Regions from separate parts of the Gossypium hirsutum genome. Here all the other regions are linked to region 3. Evidence: chromatin contacts called from public Hi-C data. All regions are on one chromosome and are shown on one strand. Each heading gives the region's core, a stretch centred on a gene start, on an enhancer-like site or on the middle of the called end of the contact. The rest is flanking DNA. Distances are from core to core; before and after follow the strand shown. Region 1 holds the start of LOC107923928 (protein tas). Region 2 holds the start of LOC107924824 (zinc finger CCCH domain-containing protein 32). Region 3 holds the start of LOC107923992 (tubby-like F-box protein 3).

Evidence for each region. Hi-C and Micro-C count contacts between places; a contact is called where the count stands out from the background.
Region 1: a contact with region 3 is called in a Hi-C map of leaf, with 2.2 times the contacts expected there. The contact joins the promoter of LOC107923928 here to the promoter of LOC107923992 in region 3. A contact is called at or near these places in 2 of 34 Hi-C or Micro-C datasets (both in leaf).
Region 2: a contact with region 3 is called in a Hi-C map of leaf, with 1.9 times the contacts expected there. The contact joins the promoter of LOC107924824 here to the promoter of LOC107923992 in region 3. A contact is called at or near these places in 4 of 34 Hi-C or Micro-C datasets (anther, callus and leaf).

What each region holds. Positions count from the first base shown.
Region 1 is chrA11:13,309,701-13,313,088 of Gossypium_hirsutum_v2.1, forward strand. It overlaps LOC107923928 (protein tas), which reads left to right and starts at 1,652. Exons shown (of 11, transcript XM_041081101.1): 1 at 1,652-2,190; 2 at 2,290-2,389; 3 at 2,483-2,591; 4 at 3,015-3,103. The coding sequence starts at 2,133. LOC107923927 (sister-chromatid cohesion protein 3) reads left to right here. Exons shown (of 21, transcript XM_016854126.2): 19 at 1-77; 20 at 166-290; 21 at 530-1,076. The coding sequence ends at 768.
Region 2 is chrA11:12,934,192-12,937,778 of Gossypium_hirsutum_v2.1, forward strand. LOC107924824 (zinc finger CCCH domain-containing protein 32) reads left to right here and starts at 1,506. Exons shown (of 7, transcript XM_016855432.2): 1 at 1,506-1,922; 2 at 2,096-2,238; 3 at 3,207-3,269; 4 at 3,393-3,512. The coding sequence starts at 1,826.
Region 3 is chrA11:13,178,685-13,181,944 of Gossypium_hirsutum_v2.1, forward strand. It overlaps LOC107923992 (tubby-like F-box protein 3), which reads right to left and starts at 1,480. Exons shown (of 6, transcript XM_016854235.2): 1 at 1,182-1,480; 2 at 269-1,043. The coding sequence starts at 616.

The DNA.
Region 1 (3,388 bases), core at 402-2,901, 130 kb after region 3:
CCAAGACACCTGTCTTTTCTGGAAGCTTCTGTGCTACATTTTGCGTCAAGACTTCCTGCACCTGACATACGAGACATGTAAGAATTTCTCTGAATTCAATGTAAAACATTTTATTTCATTCTTTGAACAGGGACTGACCATAGTGCGTCACTTATTATTTTATAGTCTGAAAGATGTCCAGAAGAGGACAGAGAATGTAAATGCAGAAGAGGATCCAAGTGGGTGGCGCCCTTATAATACATTTTACGAGAGTTTGCTGGAAAAGTGTGCAAAGAATGAAGGGATCCAAGGTACTAGTGAGCTTCATTTCAATCATTCCCTGGATCATTTTTATGCGAAGTATAAATTGGCAATAGGTGAAGGGTGCAATAATTAAGAAATGCGGGATAAAACCCCTTAACAAAATACATGTTCCCAAGCATTTAGGTTTTATTCTTGTGTCTTTATATATATATATTTCTCATATAAATTGTGTTCAGAAATGATTCTGTTCTCTGGAATTTGAGCTAATCACGCTGTTGTGTTGCAGATGAGAAGGAATGGACAACTACAAGACAAAGGGGTCGTCCTAGGAAGCGGCAAAATATTGAGGGGAGGAGACTTTTTAATGAGCATGGTTCAAGTGATGAAGAGGATTCAATTAACACATTAGACCAGGAAGATGCTCAGGTTGAGGGAGATGAGGAAGATGATAATGCTCCTCTGATTCATTCACTTAAGTCCGCTTCTAAGTTGAGGTCATTACGAGTCTCAAGACAGGAAAACTGAGGCAATTGAAGGACTGGATCATCTGCAAGAGGTACAGATTATTAGCCACTTCACGTAGGTGAGGTATGAAATGCATTTTCTAGTTCCCATGCATGACTTGGAGATTGGTCCTTCGACGAAAGATTTTAGAGTGTGAATTGCAAGTGGATTGTGGAAGACGATCATAACTTAAGGATTTATGTAGCTGAACTAGATTGGGATATCATAGAATTCAAATGTAAGTTTCTGTTAGGAATGTAATATCAGGATGTTTTTCCCCCTCTGTTAGGTTATTGTCATTGTTAATGAAAAACTCGGAGTTCCGCTCATGTGACTATAATAGTTAGGTTTTCATGCATGCACATACAATGCAAGGTCTACAAAATTTCCGATGTGCTACAGCAAGCAAAGTCCAGCTATGGCCGATGGATTCAGCCAGGTTTTCAGCTTCTTTTGCTGGAGGTTAATCGAACCGTGAGAATTGCTTACATCCATATATATATGTTCTTCCCTTTTGTTGGGTCATCCTGAAGAAAAACAAAAGTTTGCTCTACAATACATTCAATGAATTGAATGATGAAATTTGTTTATATGTAATAACTAGAAAGAACAAAAAGAAAGATCCATTTTCGTTGACATGGGACTATAAAAAGAACCGAGACGATACAGTGCTCTGATCTAAAATCAACCACTATGTAAATTCCAAATCGGAAAGCGATTAGGATTTTGGGGTCTTGGCAGCTTGACATGACAAGTAACAATTGATGATGGCGGGTTAGGTTAATGATGTTTGAAACTCGAATATTTTTGGAACACATTTGTTTCGCCAATTTCACTAATGGAAACACATCCTCTCAAATGCCCGGATAAACGAGGTTGTTCATCTTCATCATCATCATCATCATCACCATCATCATCAACCCATTAAGCATAATAAAAAGAGACATTAAATATATGTAAAAATGAAATTCCACAAAACTGAAGAAGACCTACTGCTCTCACCATCAAATTTAGTTGACTTCGATGTCAAAAAATTCCTTGAAAATCAAGATTTTGGTAGATGTATAAGAAATGAAATTGGTGCTTAACGTGAATTGTTGCTTCTTCCATAATTAAAACTACAAGTCGATGTTGCTGCTGCCTCTGGCAATATGAGATGGGGGATTAAATGCCAGAGGTGCACGGTTCAATTGCCCTGCATCTCCAAGTGGGTTTTTAATTTTACCTTTTTTAACGTATTGTCAGCTGTATTTAAATTCACAGTACGACCCACAATGGGAGTTCGTTGCAGAGCCTGGAAAGCCTCCTTTATTCTCTAATATATATCGTTCAACGGAACATCCTTCCCGCCATTTTCACCGGGGGTTTTCTTGACATTAGGAGCAATGTCCGTTCCTCTCTTCAACCTTGCTCCTAATTTGACAGTTTCAAGACTCTGTTTAGGTTTGTCAATCCCTATTCTGTCTTCTGCATACCACCATATATCCACCAATTCGGAACTTTAATCCTCTCTCCATTTCTCTTTTGGTTTTTTATCCTCAGGAACAATGACTTTTGGGGAGCAAAACTCTCTTCCTCAGTCATTACGTCTTCTAGACCAAGCTTTTGACGCCGGAATCAACTTCTTCGACTCCGCCGAAATGTACGGTGTCCCCCATGCTTCATCTCAAACCCATTCTGGGTTTTCGGCATTCTTTTGGTTATTTACGTTCATTTTCTATCTTGTAAAGTATAGGTACCCAGTTCCTCAGCGTGCTGAGACTCAAGGGAAAAGTGAAGAATACTTTGGCCAGTGGGTTAGAAAGAGGAAAATATCCCGTGACCGTGTTGTCATTGCTACCAAGGTTACCTCTATTTCTTGCCTTATCAGATGTTACTTAGTGCTTCATGTCTTCTATTAATCATTGCTCATTCCACATTTGTACTCATCTTAGGTCTATATTCTATTCGAGTGTGAGTGCAATTCAAACAGGTAATTTTGGTTTCATTAAAGTAGTAGTAAGAACTTCAATTAATGGGTCTGCATGCGGCAATCTTTCCAAAGTTAAATAAAACATTTCAAAAGGCAGAATAACTTTGACAAGGATAGCAGTGATTTAGTTCTGAAATTTGTAGCTGGCGTTGTGTGGACTTATGATGGTTCTCTTGGGGAACAAGACTTCCGAATCGTGTATTGTCCTAACGCTACATGTGTCTTACTAGTTTTTGCCACACATTTTGAAGTTTTGCTTTTGAATATTTTATGATAAGAAGTGGTTATGAGACAGGTTGCGGGGCCATCTGGGCAAATGAGTTGGATTAGAGATGGACCAAAGTGTTTAGATGCCAAGAATATTACTGAGGCAGTAGATGGCAGGTTAGTCCCATATGTCATGGTTTTTGTGTCATCAGTTGCACCAGAAATGTCTCCAGGTTGTTCCCTCTTTGAAATCATTTTGCCATGTAATGATTGTATTATCATGTATAGCACGGGGAGCTCTATTCTTCAAATCCTAATCATCTTCGCATGTTAGGGCATGCGTTGAGTTTTAGGCCTAGTCTTAAAAGCTATGTTGCTCTTGACTCTTCATTTTTTTCCTTGAAGTACCCATGTCTGGCATATATTTGGGTATGGGTATGGAAATACAACTCTCCAAATATA
Region 2 (3,587 bases), core at 256-2,755, 240 kb before region 3:
GCGCATGTCATAAAAAAATAATGTCACCATGAATATAAAATTATAATTCTTTGAATTGTGTCAATTAAATTTGATATTTCTAAATGAAAAATTAAAATAATGCAAATACAACAATTATGTTCAAAACTTGTATAATTATATATAAAAAATTATAATAATATACGGTATCTTAAATAATTAAATTTTACATGTATATATGCATGATAGAATTTTTAATTATTGTTCAAATGAAATAAATAAAATTTATATTTTCTTCAAATGAAATGAATATTTTCAGAACAGTAAATAAAATTAAAATTGAAATGAATTATGCAATATACCATCCCTAACTCAGAATTAACCTCTTTAATGAGCATTCTCCCAGATCGCCATTCGTGACTTGCCCCATCAGAGCTTCCCAAATTTATTGTAAAGTTTGTATACTTATTCATCGAATGACAAATTTATCCTCCATAGTCAATCAGCCTTTACCACACTACTCCCCCTGCGTAAGTGAAAAACAAGAAACAGGCAAAACTCCAACCATAACATAAAAACAGTTCAAAAAAGGTACAACGATGCCCGAACTCAATAAGAGGGTTATAACCGTCATTTGAGTTCGAACCAGTGTCGGTTACCTGTTCCTGTCCAAAACCCGGGTTTCATACCCAAATTTCCAGCTACACTTCATTTAGCGGTACGAAACCAATAAAAAACTAAGAAAAGTTAGCGAGAGAAAAAAAAAAAAAAGAAGAAGTCAAATTCCATAGAAAGTCCCTATACTATGTACTTTTTGTCGAATTAGTCTATTTACTTTGATATTTTTAATCTCTTTACTTTTCTAAATGTATTTTTCAGCATATAATTTGACGTCACTATAGTAATATGGGATGTATACTTTGAAATTTTCTTACTATTAAATATAAATTAGGCTTTTTTATTTTTATTTTTCAAATATGCAAAGAATTTGTCAAGTTATAAATAAAAAATGTAAATGTGTATAAGTCACCTCATCGCATAGTTTTAAAAATATTAAAAATACTTTAACTTTGTTGTAGTTTATACATTTGGAATTTAATCTTCTTATTTTTTTTCCAAGAAATTTTTTTTTGTGCTTTTTGAATTTAAAAATTTAAGTCTAATTGTTAATACTATTGATGTTATTTATTAAGTTTAAGTTTATTGCAACATTTTGTTTTTATCAATGAAAAATTAACTAGGGTGTTAACTGACTTAAGCGTGGCTTGGGTTCAAGTCGTATTAGTCGTATTGCTGTTAAGGGCTTTATACTTCTCTTATAATTAACCAATTTTTTTTTTCAAATTGGAAAAGTAGGATTAAGTTTTCAAAAATAAAAATAGTGACAAAATTTCAAATACATGAAGAACTTAGGGACATAAAACATATTTTAACCTTTAAATGTTATTTCACAAAATTAATGAAAAAGGGTTATTTTTTAAGAATATTAATGAAAAACATATAAAGCTGCCAAAAACATATACTACAAGGATGTATTACAGAATTTGACCAAACAAAAAATATATAAAATGATTAAAGAGAAGGAGAAAATTCAAACAATGCCAAGAAAAAGCACCTGATCCCAGACCGTACTGTAATAGAAAAAGGAAAGAGGAAGTGAACAAAAAGCTCAATTACAGTAAAAGAATCTCTCTCTTCTTCTTCTTCTTCATCATCATCATCATTGCCCTTCTTAACAATTTTGCACTCTCTCCGATCAATTTGAAACATTCCTGTATTCTCTGCAGAACCTCCCCATTCTTCTTCTTCTCTCTATTGTAAAGTAGGCATTAGTTAAGGTGTTACTGTACAGGCCGCCCGAATCCGTATGATGGAGTTGTACAGTCGCATCCAGCCACGGAATGGGTCTCAATCGGGTTACCAGTCCGAATGGAGCCCCGCTGGTCCTGAGACTGGCCTGGAAGGTAAATTCCGTTCGTTTCAACATATATTTTTTCTCGCTTTTCTAATCGCATTGTAACGATGTTTCCTTGGTTTAGATCTTCTTCTTCTTATTATTATTATTTGGGGTTTTAGGGTTTTTACAATGTGGAGAGTGAATCGGGGTTTTTATTATTGTTTCTTCGGTGTAATGCAGAGTCAATGTGGCCATTGTCGTTGGGGGGCACTGAATCCTACCCGGAACGGCCCGGGGTACCTGACTGTGTTTACTACATGCGAACCGGGTTCTGTGGATATGGTAATAGGTGCCGCTACAATCATCCTCGTAACCCTGCCTGGGTAAATTTCTCTGTAATTTCTTTGATAACTGGGGCTTTAGTTTTGCTTTTTTCGTTTTGTTTGCAATATTTATCGATGATGTCAGTTTTGCCTATTCGTGGTGACAGTTGGATCTCAGTCAGTCTTAACCTAATATGAAGAGAATTTAAGAACGAAATCCATTAGGAAATGGAACTTACTATGCTATAGTAATGTATAATCGAAGCAACCTTTCTCTGTTATAATCTATATATCTATTGTATGGTAGTTGTTATAATTAGTTATTTCATTACTTTCTTTTTACAGATTATTCTTTATTGTTATAATTAGTAATTCCATTACATTTTTCCCAGATTATTCTTTCATATAGATTTGTTTCTTATAAATCATAAGGGTTCTGATGGACACAATTTCTTAGTGTGTTGTTTGCTCCAAATAGAAATCGAGTACTGCTGTTTAGATGTCATGCTTGACATTTTCTATTCTGGATTTAAATGAGCTGCCACCTAAGTTTGCCATTTATGCAACATTTTCCCTAAGCTTAGTAATTTGCTTGGTCCCTTTCTTATGATCTAATTAATTCATACCAAACTGTCTGATGTGTGGGCTAGGTGATAGATATTTATTTCTTATATTTATTCAAAAGATTTTGTTTAGTCTGTGGGTAAGTGAATTAAACAAAGGGGACAGTATACCATCAAATTGTGTTTTCTTTGGATGAGTGTCGACTTAACAAGTGAACTTCAGGTTTTCTGTCTTTGTTTCACAGGCATGGGAATTCTATGATTCTAATAAGTTAGTTGCCTGCTTCAGCTAGTCTTTTTTAACATGAATTGAGGATCACTATTGATAGAATAGGATGATGTAAAAGTATTTACTTAGGTCTTAGTCTTTGGTTTTAAACTCAGGTAAGTCTTTTCTCGTACTCACCTTTAACCCTTTTGTGACAGTTCAATCACTCATCTTTATTTGTTTGTGATACCATTTAGGTTGAGGCTGCTGTAAGAGCTACAGGGGTGTATCCTGAACGACCAGGGGAGCCCACATGTCAGGTGAAAGAATAGTTTTATGAAAATATGCCAAATTGTTTTAACGAATCTACCCCTTTGCTAATTAATGCTGCAAAAACCTTTTCCTTGTTTTTCTAAGTCTTTCTTTTCCCTTCATGTTTGCAGTTTTATTTAAAAACTGGGACATGTAAATTTGGCGCATCCTGTAAGTTCCACCATCCCAAACAAGGATATCAATCCTTTAGCCAAGTTCCATTGAATATATATGGATACCCATTACGACCGGTTTGAATTTCTCCTGTTTTTTTTTTCTCCTCAATTTGTATTTAGCTATTTTCAGGATTCTTAGAACTTCTGGAC
Region 3 (3,260 bases), core at 230-2,729:
CTTGAGAAGGATTGGAACAATGTAGCACATTCTTTAGCCACACATGCTTTATCCTTATGCGGTGAATTTGTATGAGTCGAGAATGGTCCACCGTTGCTGATGCCTTATCTTGACTTGAATGCTATTTCAGTTGACTAATGAAATGTCTTTGTCAAAAAGAAGATTAAAGATTCAAGGCCAGGGTATAACAGAATCACTTTAAGACCTAATACAACACCAAATGAAAGAAATTCAATCAAATAAAAAGGAATAGGAAAACATCTATTACCTGTTTCAATGAGATTGGGAATGTCAACTTGCAAGAAATTTCTGGGGTTTTCACAATTTCCTTCATAATCTCTCTCCAATTCCTACATACACCAGCACAAACAACCACATTCTTTCGTGGAGGCCAAGTACTCTCTGATGCCTCTATTCTCATCAACACATCCCTCAAAAGCTCAGGCGGCATGTTTGCCCAACAACTCTGCTTGAACACATCAACTGGAACTGAGCTATCCTGAACTACCCTATGTGACCTCGATCTCATGCCATACCCAAATTTCACGTCAAACCCTCTTCTTGATATACTCCCAAATTCTCCCTTCATGTCCTGGATAATGCTCTTAATCGACATCGATGCTTCCTAATCCTCTAAAACCCAATGATAACTTAACAACGGACTTCACCTCTACAATTTCTAGTAACTAAAGAATGTACCTAAAAACATTCAATTCCGAATCACTACAATTTACAACCTAACATCCTCCAGTTCACAAACACAGAAAGTATAACCGAATAAACACTAATGATTCGAATTTCGCAGTTAAAACTCTCAAAATTCATACAGAAATAAGCTATGAGCACTAAACAACACGATCCACAACCAGAAGCCTGATAAGATCGAAAAGTCAATTCCAAACACAGAAGTGGCTCCACAGCCCCTAATCACAATTTCTCCTCCAAAACAATGCAGATTGCCATAACCGATATCTAAGAAAATAACACAAGGACACAACACTGAGCACCAAAACTTACCCTTCAGCCAATAAATCTAGCAATAGCTGAAAACAGAAAGGCAGCAGTGAAAAAGATCAACAAAATTCAAACGAACACCAGCAGATCTCTCTCTTATCCTAACCAACCAAGTGCCATAAAACTAACAGATAATAAGAAAGGAGACAATTGTGAATTCATCAAACCTTTAAAGAGAGAGAGAGAGAGAGAGAGAGAGAGAGAGATCAAAGCAGAAGGAAGAACATCCGGATCAACAAGGACCGGGTATTCGGATCACGGGTGGAACCGATGAAATCTAAGGTGGACGGCCTTGGGCAGAGTGAAAGAGGAATGCAGGTGCGGGAAAGGGGAAAGGTTAGGGTTTTGTTGGCTTTATGGTGTTGTTTTTAGTTGGGTTTGGTGCGGTTTCTTTTTGTGTGGTGATGTGTGAAGGACCTTAGAGACGAGACCAGAATTTCACTGTGAGTGTGAATGCCTGCCCCCCAGAGTGGGTCCCCTCTACTCCTTATCCTATGCTGTCACTTCCCCCTTTTGTCTCACTCTCACCCATATGCGCTCGGATTCGGGTTCCAAAAATATGAGCCACGGGTTAATATATTCGCCGAATTCACACATTGATCAACTAAAATAGTGTGGTCTGCTTTATTCTCCCAAGGACGAGCATATAAGTTCCAACCTTGAGAAACGGATTTTTTAGAGGTTTTTACTTTTAAATGCTATAATAAGACTAGTCCCAAATACGGTATGATATGAAATATCTTAGGCTTACACTATAAAAATCTATTAGGGTTCAATGCACCCTTGCCTTTCCAATTTTATTAATCTTCCAGAAATCAAAATTTATGATTAGTGCAATGGTTTTGTCCCTATCTATCCACATCCATCAAATGCAAATAAGTTGGAACAAATATGAAATACATCTTACTAGGTTAACATGGTTCTTCTATTTCCAATCAAATTGAGCCATGATATTTCTCTTCTTCTTTTTTCTTCTCAATAAAAATGGATTTTATGATGTTTAACCTGGAAGGTCCTAAGGCTTTCCGTCTTTGACACATGTCCAATGTTATTTCTTTCTCTTTCTTTTTCTTTTTCATTATAAACACAAATGGGTAAATTTCAATTTTTTTCCCTTTTATTTTATTAATTACTTAAAAATGGTCAATTTTCAATTTCGCTCGATTTTAAGATTTAATCTTCATATCTTTTTCTCTTCCTTTTTTTTCATTATAAACACAAATGGTTAAATTTTAATTTTGGTCCTTATATTATGCTCGAATTTAAGATTTAATCTTCATACTTTAATTTTTTTTACATAATCCGTTACCTCAATGTTTATAATTCCATTAATTATTTATATAGAAAGAAGGTCCTAAGCAATTTTGTCATCATACGTGTCTTGTTCCTCTCTTTTTACCCTATAAGATAATAGTAAAATTTGAGTATTGATCCCTCTACTTTACTAAAGTTTAAGATTTAGTGTATATTTTATTTTGACATAACTTGATCATTTCTTTATCAATGACATTAGTTGATCTAAATACTCAATATCGATTAAAATGTTGTCATGAATTTTCTTAAAAACACCTTTCTAACACATACCCAAAAAATCTACTTCGGTATAATAAATGAAATAATCAACTATTTTGAGTAACTAAAAATAGAAGAACCAAACTATGTCAAATTAAAGTATAGATGTTAAATTCTAAATTTAAATATAGTATAAGAACCATAATTATAATTTGTCATTTAATTTAATAAAAAAATTAACTTTTATAAAAATATTTTTAATTAAAATAAAGATAACTACAATCATAATTATTTTAATAAATAATCATAGGTATAATTAAAAAAATTGAATCCCGGGAAAAACATTCTACTCAATTTTATAATGAAGTATAAGAATTTTATCAAATATTTAAAATTTTCAACATAAACTCTCCCGACAAAAGAGAAAAAATGCAACGATGTTGAATTAATTATTATGCTTTTAGAGTATTTATTATTACAAATTAAGTTGAATTACAAGTGCCTCCACCTTAACCAAATGTTTTTATAGGTTTTGTTTTATGTTTTATTATTATTATACAATATTGAGGTAGAAATGAGATGAATTTGTGTTAAACAAAAAATTTATACAAATCAAAACATTTTAATAATAATTTAATATTAATATTTTTAGTGTAGTAATTGCTCACTTCGTCCCTTAACAATTAAGTTGAGGGTTCAATCATCGTCTATAATAATAGAGTATATTTCATTAC